Regions from separate parts of the Mus musculus genome. Here region 1 is linked to region 2. The links are chromatin contacts, called in public Hi-C maps. All regions are on one chromosome and are shown on one strand. The core of a region is the stretch at or near the end of the contact, and the rest is flanking DNA. Distances in the headings are between cores, read along the strand shown.

Region 1 (4,854 bases), core at 1,651-4,150, 38 kb before region 2:
GGAGGGGCCGCCTGGTGTGGTGGCCTGGGGATCCAAGACTGGGGAGCCACAAGCAGGTCCCCCCTCCCCCAGCTAATGAGACCCGGGTAGGGATTCTGCCGATCCTTGTGGACCCGTGGGCCCAGAAGTAGCAGTTTGGCGGCTCCAGATTTAGCGATTCTGCAGTAAAATCACAGGATTAGTGTCTGATTGAGATGTCTGTTCGGGAGATATTACAAAATTCATTATCACAGCTTTCTACTAACTCGATATGAAGTAACACAGATGGGATTTTATTAGTCCAGACTCCAAATGTTTACTTATGATAATTTCGGGGGAAATTTGCATGGCATCATCATTTCGATAATCTTTTTTTTTTTTATATGTCTGAACTGGCTGCATTATTAGCCGGTAGCCCCAACATTGCAGATGGCTACTGCAAATAGTTTTATTTATTTATTTATTTTCAAGGACTGAAATATACAGAAGAGAAAGACCTGACCTGTAAAGTCAGTTGCTACACATTTCCTCCCACCCCCATCCCCCCACGCTTTGGTGCTGAAGACCAATCAAAGCAGTAAGAAGCAACGCTTCAAGACCCCGTAGGTTTCGGCCCAAGGAGTGAAAAGATCAAGACGTGTTCCTTAGCTCCTTGCTACACGTCCTTGTGACTTTGAGATGTATTTTATTTCGCAGTAATGTGAATCCTGAGACTTTATGCTCCATAGAACGACCAGGCCTAATAAATGGGTCCAGTCTAACTAACTGAGGAAGATTTTTTTCTTTAAAGAGAGACCTTCAAGTCTTATCTGATGATACTTAAACTTGTCCTATCAAGGTGGCTAACGTGTGACAGACAAATTTCACTGCCAGATTACAACACTGGTTTTGATGGCTAATCTCAACATTTTAGATAGGAGACGTTTCCTGATTAGAAGTTATTCTCATGCCAAAAGTTCCCATCCTGGTTGGAATGTATATACCAAGCAATCTGGTTTGGGTCAGCTTCCATTCCATATTGTGTTAATGAAGCACTATCCAGCAATTAGCATGCACAGTGCCACTCCGGCCAGGCAGATAGGCAAGCCCTAAGAAACAGAGCAGTTTGTTTCAAAAATGATTTCTGCCCAAGCAGTACAAGGATGGAATTGTAGAAGAAGCTACGAGTTCTAATCAGTCCAAGAAAACACAAAAAACAAAAAACAAAAAAACAAAAATTCTTTCCCATTTCACCCTTTTCATTTCCTTTCTTATCCCACAGCAGAACCATTCATGGAAAGCTGAAAAATAAAAAGCATGAGGCCATATGTTTTAAATGAACTAAATTGGTGTGATTAGCCAGCAAATTAATTTGCAGTGGGTAATCATTTAAGGAAATTAAGATACCACTTTAGCACAGCCCCGTGCTTCACCATGAGCAAGCTTTCTTTAAAGCTCTGTGGAATGTGTGCTTCTGGAGCTTTGGAGCTACAGTGCTCAGCTTACAGGACAAAGCAGGGCAGTAACTTAGGCGTAGTTTTGCTGAGGCAAAGCAAAACATTCCATAAGTGAAGTAGCTACTTTGTTTTGAAACTAAACTTTGATTATTGGAATACTGTGCTCATTTTCAACGCCCCCCAAACAACAACAACAACAACAACAACAACAACAACAACAAGTCCTCAATTCACTTCAGTAACAATCTTTGTTTCTGTGAAATTATTGGTTTTAGGTGGAGTCTCCTCTAAATGATACTGCATGAGAATAAAATATCTTTAATTGTAACTAATGGTCTGAAAAGGATGCAGAGATCTCTTAAAAATCAAATTACTTGTTCGTTAAATCGTTTAGAATGTATGAATGCATATTATTGTAATTCATAATAGTAAAAGACTCTCTCCCCATTTTAATTTACCTCAAAAAAATACGGTAGTCCTACAAAATAGAATAAAAACAAAAATATCCCAGCCTCCTAGGATAGTTTGATTTCTAAATTGTTTAGGGAAGGTGATTTAATTGGAATAAAAGGACTGTATTTCGCTGGTTTGGAATCGCATGTTTTTACTTAGTTACCAGTTGCAAAATAGTGGCCTCTCCGCATCCGTTTAAAATGCATCTCCCTCAGTACAAGATTGGAGTTGACTGATGATCAATTTAAAGGATTTATAATCCGAAGTAATTGTGCGGGTTGGCATCTAGGCCTGGCTCTCAGGTAATTCGCTTGGGCCTGAGAGGTCACTAACCGCCGGTTAAGATGGAATCTCCTTTTTTTTCCAATGGGTAATGATGGGAAGGGGCTAATCTATTCCAGTAGCTGAAACTTTGTAGCTGGCCCTTTATCTTGACTGGGCTAATCCTCAGCTGGAGGATTTCTCCCTACCCTGTTGGCATCGAAATTTCAGGGAAGATGCCTCGTTTTAACTGCCAGCCATGCCTGGCTTCCAGTCGACTTCAACGCCGGGTAGGACTGTTCTAGTGTCTGCGATTGAGGGCGAACGGAACAGGGGCTCTGTAAGATCTGTTTGCCAACTGCGCTGAATCTGGAGAAACAAGCCCGGCGAGCCACAAATCATACACGGCGGAGGTTCTCCAGAGTGGAACAAATTTCCAGACTCGCATTATCTCACAGCTCTGTGGGAGAGAGGGCCTCCACTTACCGGCTACCGGAGAGAGAACGGCTGTCTCCCCGTCCCACCGCTTCCCAGGGTGACTGCCAGGCGGCCGAGGCTCGGGCTGCACAGCCAGCGCCGTGGAGCGGGTCTGGGTGGAACTGCGGGGATCTTGAGGGTGCCAAGTTCCGAGAGGGTCCACGCGGGGGGCTGCTAAAGCTAGCGGGCGCCGGCAGTTTCTGTCTGCTGCTCTCCGGCTTTCTCTCTCGGTCTCGCACTCTCTCTCCCCTCCCTCGCTCTCATCCCTCTCTCTTCCCTCCGCTCCGACTCCGTGTGCGGAGTGTCGTGACGTCAGCAGAGATTCCACCAAACTCCAGTGCACAGTGGCGCGCGGGCGGGCGGCCGAGCCTGCTGTACGCTGGGCGATCAAGGGGCGAGCACAGCCTTGGGCCACTGCGGGGGTGGGGGAGCGTGCAGGGGCGATCGAGGGGACAGGGGACCACTAGGGCTGAGAAGTGAGGCCCAGGGGCCCAGGAGACTGCGGTCCCGGACAGAACCCAGGAGGGAGGAGCGGAGGATCAGGGGCCGGAGGCAACTACCGACCGACAGGAGCTGACCAGTGGCAGGAGCTAGCACTCAAGCTGGGGAGCAGGATGGTGGGGATGGTAGGAAAGGGACAAGGATGGAATGGACGGAGAAAAAACGGTTGTGCGTCAAACCCCTTCTAAATCTGAGTGGGAGGGCCAGAGCCTGGGGAGACAGAAACCTATTCGCGCGGAGCAAAGTCTGGGTGGCTTACGAGGAAGGGACTAGCAAAGTGGCCCATGAAATGAAACAAAGGGCAGTGTGGCTTGGTTTGATCCGGGTGAGGCTTTCGAAGTGTGGATGTGAGTGTGCGCGCGCGTGACCTCCTTTCAGGCCCGCGGAGTAGAGGAAAGCTGGTTACTGTACTGATTGTCTACAGGGGCAGTGGGAGGGAATTGAGGGATCCACAGAGGGCAGCACTGAAGGTGGGTGGATGGATGGGGTGGCAAAGAGAAGATGATGACTGGGAGAAGTTAGAAAAATAGGGTGAGCTAGCGGCAGAAGGTGGGAGAGCCACAGCCGATAGGTGTGTGTGGGGGGGATGAAAGAAGGGAGGGAAGGAGAGAGAAAGAAAGAAAGAAAAAGGGGTAAGGAAGGGAGAGAGGGAGGGAGAGAGGGAGGGAGGGAGAGAGGGAGGGGGAGGAGGAGGAGGAGGAGGAGGAGGAGGAGGAGGAGGAGGAGGAGGAGGAGGAGGAGGAGGAGGAGGAGGGAGATATTACCAGACGATGACCGGAGGGAGGCCTGAACTACAGTAAGGCAAGGGCTAGGTCACGGTGGTGTCTGAGGTCAAGACGGGTGGATCAGAGTGGAAGAGCGCAGGTAGACAGGGCCACACACCGGCCAGTGTGTCGGCATGGGATCTCTTGCTCAAGTCTGGGACTCTCAGAGTCTAGAATTTCCTCTGCTGTACCTACACTCAACAAGTTCACCCCGGGTCGCGGATATCTCATTTTTTAAAATGACGAGGTTAAGGTTCCTGACTGAGAGTGGTATTAAATTGCACCGGGATGGGGGTGGGGAAGGAGAAGGAAGTTCCCCCCCATATGAGCGAATGTTCTTGAAAGTCCAGAGTATGTAAGGCTGAAAGGGGCCTTTCCTAGTCTACAAGTGGGTCCTACTTCTAATTTCATATTTTCTGATTTCCTAATGCGTCTGTACTTTGGAAACGAACAGGATATTTTGGCAGGGTCTTGCCTTTGCGTGGAAGGGCTATAAATATGATTCGCCTGGAAGACCAGGAGTGAAGGCTTCTGCCAGACATATGGGACAAAGTTCTTTCAATCTCAAGTGCATCCCTTCAAGATATGTTTTAGGAAAATATCAGAAAATAGCTGTACCTCATGGTTTGGCGTTTTTCTCACCAATATTAAACCTTGCCTGGGAACAAAACCCAACCAGACCCGCCATTAAACTGCATTTCTCCTTGGTCCCTAATTCTCCTTGGTCCCTAATAGAAAATAAAGTCCCCTCTAAAATTCATACAGCTTTTCTTCCTAAATCAGCACACCAGTTCATGCAATTTGAGGAAGATAATGCTGACTCCTCTGAAGGATGCCCACGGGATGTATACACAAGAAAAGTTAACCCAGGGCTACCGCACACACGCCGAGTTTCCTTTGAATCTGGAGGCTGTTTGGAGTATGTTCTGTGTTTTCTTGAATGACTCCGTGGTTTCAATTCATTGGTGTTAGCAGGAAAAACA
Region 2 (4,869 bases), core at 398-2,897:
TTCCTCACGCTAACAATATAAAGTAGTTACTATTCTATCTTCCTCTGCATGTGTGCATGTGTGAGTGTGTGTATTCATGTGTATGTGTGTGCGAGTGTGTGTGCACATGTTAGTGTATGCATGTGTGTGTATGAGAATGTCAGCTTGTGTATGTGCATATGTGTATTATGTGTGGTATGTGTGTATGTGTGTGTGAGTACGTACGTGTATGTGTGTGAGTGTGTGTGCATGTGTGTGAATGTGAGTGTGTGTGTATGTGTGTGAGTGTGTGCATGTAAGTGTGTGTGTATGAGTGTGTGTTTGTGTATGTGTACGAAGTGAGTATGTGGTTGTGTGTGTGTACAACTGTGTCAGTTTGTATATGTGTGTATGTGTGGTGTGTGTTCATGTGTGTGTGAATGTGTACATGTGTGCGAGAGTGTGTGCATGTGTGTGTGCATGTGAGTGTGTATGTGTGTGTATGAGTGTGTAAGTGTGTGTGTGTGTGTGTGTGTGTGTGTGTGTGCATGTGTGTATGTGTGTATGTGTGTGTGTGTGTAGGCCAGAAGTCATCCTCAGGGTTTCTCATTGCTCTGGAGCCCATCAGGGTAGGCTGTCTGGCCAGTGAGCCCTAGGAAGCCTCCTGTCTCTGATTCCCCAGTGCTGGGATTGTGACTGTAGGCTGCCCTCTTACAACTGTTACGTCATCTCTCTAGTGGATCAAACCCAAGCCCTCATATTTGCAAAGCAAGCACTTTACTAAGTGATCTATCTCCCCAGTCCTATTGTTAAAGAATATATTTTATAAATAATTAAACGGAGGCACAGAGAGATAAAAAGCAGCTCTGCTAATAAAAGGCCAACTCTGGGCTCCCATTTCCTCTGTCTTGACAGCTGCATGGTTTTCCCCAGTGTTGGAGATAGCTCTATGTGGTTCTCATACAGTAACAACAGGAAATCTTCAGAATTCACTGGCTTCACATACAGAGCAACGGAGGCACAGTTGAGTTGGGTGATTTGTCAAGAAAACAAATGAGTATCTATTTCTAAGGAGAAAACTGTATGGTGTCTGATCCTTGTCTTGTAAGGTTTGGCTCTAGAGAACCCCTGGATGACTTTCTCTTATGACTTAACCAAGACATCCAGGTTTTGGCATCCATTTGAAGAGTGGCGGTAATCACAATAATACCAGTCTTGGAGGATTGTCAGGAGGGTTACAGGTGACAGTTGGAGATGAAACATTTAGCACAGGGCCCAGCATGTTGTAAAAGATTAGTAAATGTTAACTTAGAACGTTACCGGCATTTATCAGTTGTCATTTACCTTGGAAATAGAGCTACATGCAGATATGTGTTGTTGCTTTTTTTCTTTAACTTGTGACTTGTGTGGTTTTTCTGTGCCTCAGTGTCCTTCCTGAGAGAGGGAGGAGCTAGTAGTATCGACCTCAGAGGACTGCTGTGAAGGCTAAGGGAGAGATCTATTTAAAGAGCTGAGAAGTGTGGCAAATGCTCAATTAATGTTTGCATCTATTATTAGGAGAAGAAGTAAGGGGATGGAGTTGGGAGGGACACAAAGAATGTTTACTGTGGAGACTCCATGGTGTAATTAAATATGGGTGACTCAGAGAGCACAGCCAAGCGTGGGGGTAAGGGAGCTGGCAAGGACGGAATGACCTCCTTCAGGCATTGAGCCCAGGGCTGCAGAGCTGCCTTGGAGATGGGCAGCCATGGCTTCTCCTTGATACTCTGCATGGCACAGGCAAATTATTTAGTCACTCCCAAGTCCCTGGTTCCTCATCTGTGCAATGGGGATAACTATAGCTGCTCTCACGGAGCTGTCAAGAGGATTAGCCGAGATATTGTGTGTAATTCTCTTGGCACCGAGCCTGGCAAGTAACCAACTCCCAGTAAGAAGGTAACTAGCAGTTTCTAAAAGTTGTCATGGGTGGCGCAAGATACAGCCCCGTGACTTACGCAATCGCTGTAGCCATTTCTGAGTAATTCAAAGGATACTCCCGTGTTCCTAAGCACTTTTACTACAAGGTAGGGCAGTTTGCTGTCCCTGTTGAGAGCAGGGCCTCATGGTTACAGGACAGGGGGACTTTAGAACCAGAAGGATAGTAGGCAGAGTGGAACGAGGTTTTTGAGATTGTTCAAACATTTCCTTTAAGGAATGGGAAAATTAGGTTAAAAGTATTTAAGAGATTGGTGAAGGTAGGGAGCCCAAATATAGTAAGAACAACCAGAAGCCCTGTATTCTTGTTCCCAAGCTTAGACCTCTCCATGAAGTAAAAAATTCCATTTCTGTCATTAAATTGGACTTTTGCGATGTGTGCTGACGCTGTTTGACACTTAGAGGAGCATTCAATTTAGGCAGTTCTTAGTTATAAAATCGAATGACTGCCTCCTTCGTTGTGAAATATAAATGTGTGTGTGAACTCTTTAAAAAGATATGGTTAGATCATGTAAATAGCTCACTGGAGATGCGTGGCAGATAACAGAGTTGCAGAAGCAAAACAAAATAAAGCAAGCAACCAACCAAAATCTAAACATCACCACAGCAAAACCAAAATGAAATGATCAAGCTACAATGATACTACCTCTATCCTTACCAACCTCAAGAAAAAGTTTTGTAGTATCACATGAAATAGTATATATTGCTTGAAATCACTTAAGAATGCTTTCTCACAGGAGACATATATCTTTTTTAATATATAATTCATAAAAATCTTACTACAAATGATTCTTTTTTTTAAAAAAATCTTACTTCAAAAATGTAGACTTCACTAGCTAGCTTATTAAACAATCTAGATTAAAAGAACTGTCATCTATTACGTAACTCTAAAGTCTAGAGTTGATGTCACTCTATCAAGTGAATCTAGGACTTATATCAATGCTATTATATTTTGGCCTGAAAGAAACACATGCTATATTGTACAATTAAAAGGCCAGAAGTTGGGGGGGGGAGGAAAAGTTGCATTTTATTGTACATATTTATTGTGGGTGTGTACGCATGTATATGTGTGCATGTGTTGAGGTCAGAGGACAATCTACAGGAATTGTTTCTCTCTTCCCACCATATGAGTCCCAGGGATTGGACTCAGATAGGTTTGGTGGCAAGTTCCTTTACCCACCATCAATACTGTATTTTAAAAGTTAACTCAAAATTGCAGCAATGGCCTCCCCGACTTATTTAATCAAATCTTCGTAACTTAAATCATGTTAAATGACCATATGTATTTTGAACTCGAAGCTTAAAGAGTCCCCCATTTAAAGGTAAAACCGAATAGTGTGCACTGCTTAGAGTTAGTTTTAAATTGAAAAGGAGGGGGAGCAACTCTTCATATTGATAACAATATGAAAATTGCTTTTTGACTTCAATAAAAGGAGTGTAGAAGTGGGAAGAAGAGAATGGGGTTCCAGAAGGTTCCACCAGAGGTGCAAACACCCAGCCCACCGTTTCTCTACCTGTCCTGAGACCGAAGCTTCTTCTTAGCCAGGGTGGTGAATTGTGTCTCAATGTGGCTGTCTGCTAAGGATGGAGTTTCTCACTGATGCCCTTGAAGCTGAATGTCAAAGCTTTTCCAGCAAAGGGGGACCGGCATGCTGAGGTGACCGTCCCTGGACAATCTTTGACCCAGCTTCCTGTAACTTTGGAATTTAGTTTCGGTTAGACAGTGATTCTTTGAGTGGTTTTGAAAGCCTCAAGCACAGATGACAGAATCCCAGGAGCCCCATAAGGACTGCCTAGAAACCTTGCTTCCCTGACTGGTTACACAAGAGAGAAGCTAAGGTTTTCCAAGTCATAAAGTCTAGGTTCTGTTTGTTGCAGCAACTTAGCTTGCTTTGATAAGGCATGGCTTACATCTGTAGTCACCTCAGGGTCTGAGCCAGTTGCTTGGGCCACTGAGTCACAGCCCCAGTTTGATCTGTGCTTTCAGTCAGCAAGAAGGAGAAAGGAGGCATAAGAATGAGCTTGGAAATCACCTTCTTAATCTCCCTTTGAGGAGATCTTACTCTGTGCTCACACCAAGAAGTCTGAGACATACAACGCTTAATTTTGAGGAGTAATCCACTCAGCACAAAAATTAAAATTCTGCTCCCCAAGTAGATATTGTTAAAGGTGAATAGTGCCCAGGCTATCTATCACAAATGGCCTTTTAAATTTTATTTCAATGAAATGGCAAAAGGTAAATCACTTGCAGCCATAGCCTTAATCACCGGACCACAAAATGTATTGAGGAATACAGCCATCTTTCTTATTACTAATTACATTCTTCACTACCCCACCCCTGTGCTCAAATACCTGGTGTGTGTGCATACACATTGGTGAGGAGGTGACAGTAGGGGTTGGCAGTTGTGATACAGCTGCGAAGTCTCTCGAATGCTGCTTCACCCTGAGGGGAAATGTAGTTCTTCTAGGATTCGATGTCATCTTTTTCCCAGAGCTAGAGATGTTACAGATGTTGCATCCCCCCTTGGGAGACGGCCTGCCAGGGGAATCTCGCTCAGCTGATGAAATATGATTCCACAGGGCTGCTTGTAGTGCTACACAGCCAGCGGAGTAATTTCTCCAGGAGACTCTCTCTTCTTTGGCGATTTATATTGTTAAACCTTCAAGTAAACTCAGCTTAGGGATTTTTCTGACTGGCTTCCAGACCCATATTTAATGTTGCCGTATACAAGATGTTTGACAGCGCCTTCAGTGTAATATAACTCCTGGATGGTATATGTACATGCTCTGGACAGCAATGAGGACCTCAGATTTCTTGTGACATGGAATGTCTTTTGTGCTCCTTGATGAGAGTGTTATTAATCCAAACGAATTGCATGCATACATTCAATGCCATTTTAATTGGAGCCAGGTACAATTCATTTTAACCCTGGATTT

Evidence for each region. A called contact is a pair of places that touch in the nucleus more often than the background predicts.
Region 1: a contact with region 2 is called in a Hi-C map of the C2C12 cell line, with 1.8 times the contacts expected there. The contact joins the promoter of Pitx2 here to the enhancer-like site in region 2. A contact is called at or near these places in 1 of 39 promoter capture datasets (stem cell-derived epiblast-like cells), 1 of 15 datasets of contacts at CTCF or cohesin (large pre-B cells), 10 of 484 Hi-C or Micro-C datasets (the C2C12 cell line, embryonic fibroblasts, extraembryonic endoderm stem cells and 5 more), 8 of 115 datasets of contacts at active chromatin or transcription factors (differentiating embryonic stem cells, embryonic limb bud, embryonic stem cells and 4 more) and 3 of 9 other capture datasets (adipose tissue, liver and pancreatic islet).

The regions. Positions count from the first base shown.
Region 1 is chr3:129,197,924-129,202,777 of GRCm38.p6, reverse strand. Pitx2 (paired-like homeodomain transcription factor 2) reads right to left here and starts at 2,900. Exons shown (of 5, transcript NM_011098.4): 1 at 2,616-2,900. It overlaps Gm40149 (a long non-coding RNA gene), which reads left to right and starts at 3,869. Exons shown (of 4, transcript XR_867634.2): 1 at 3,869-4,854.
Region 2 is chr3:129,158,604-129,163,472 of GRCm38.p6, reverse strand. No RefSeq gene overlaps it. Among named protein-coding and RNA genes, the nearest start is that of Gm40149, 38 kb to the left of the region's middle. Within about 2 kb of position 1,647, at least 10 of the 459 cell types and tissues checked have an H3K27ac peak or open chromatin away from gene starts, as enhancers often do. A contact at or near this core is called in the C2C12 cell line, muscle stem cells and myocytes, where this site is marked.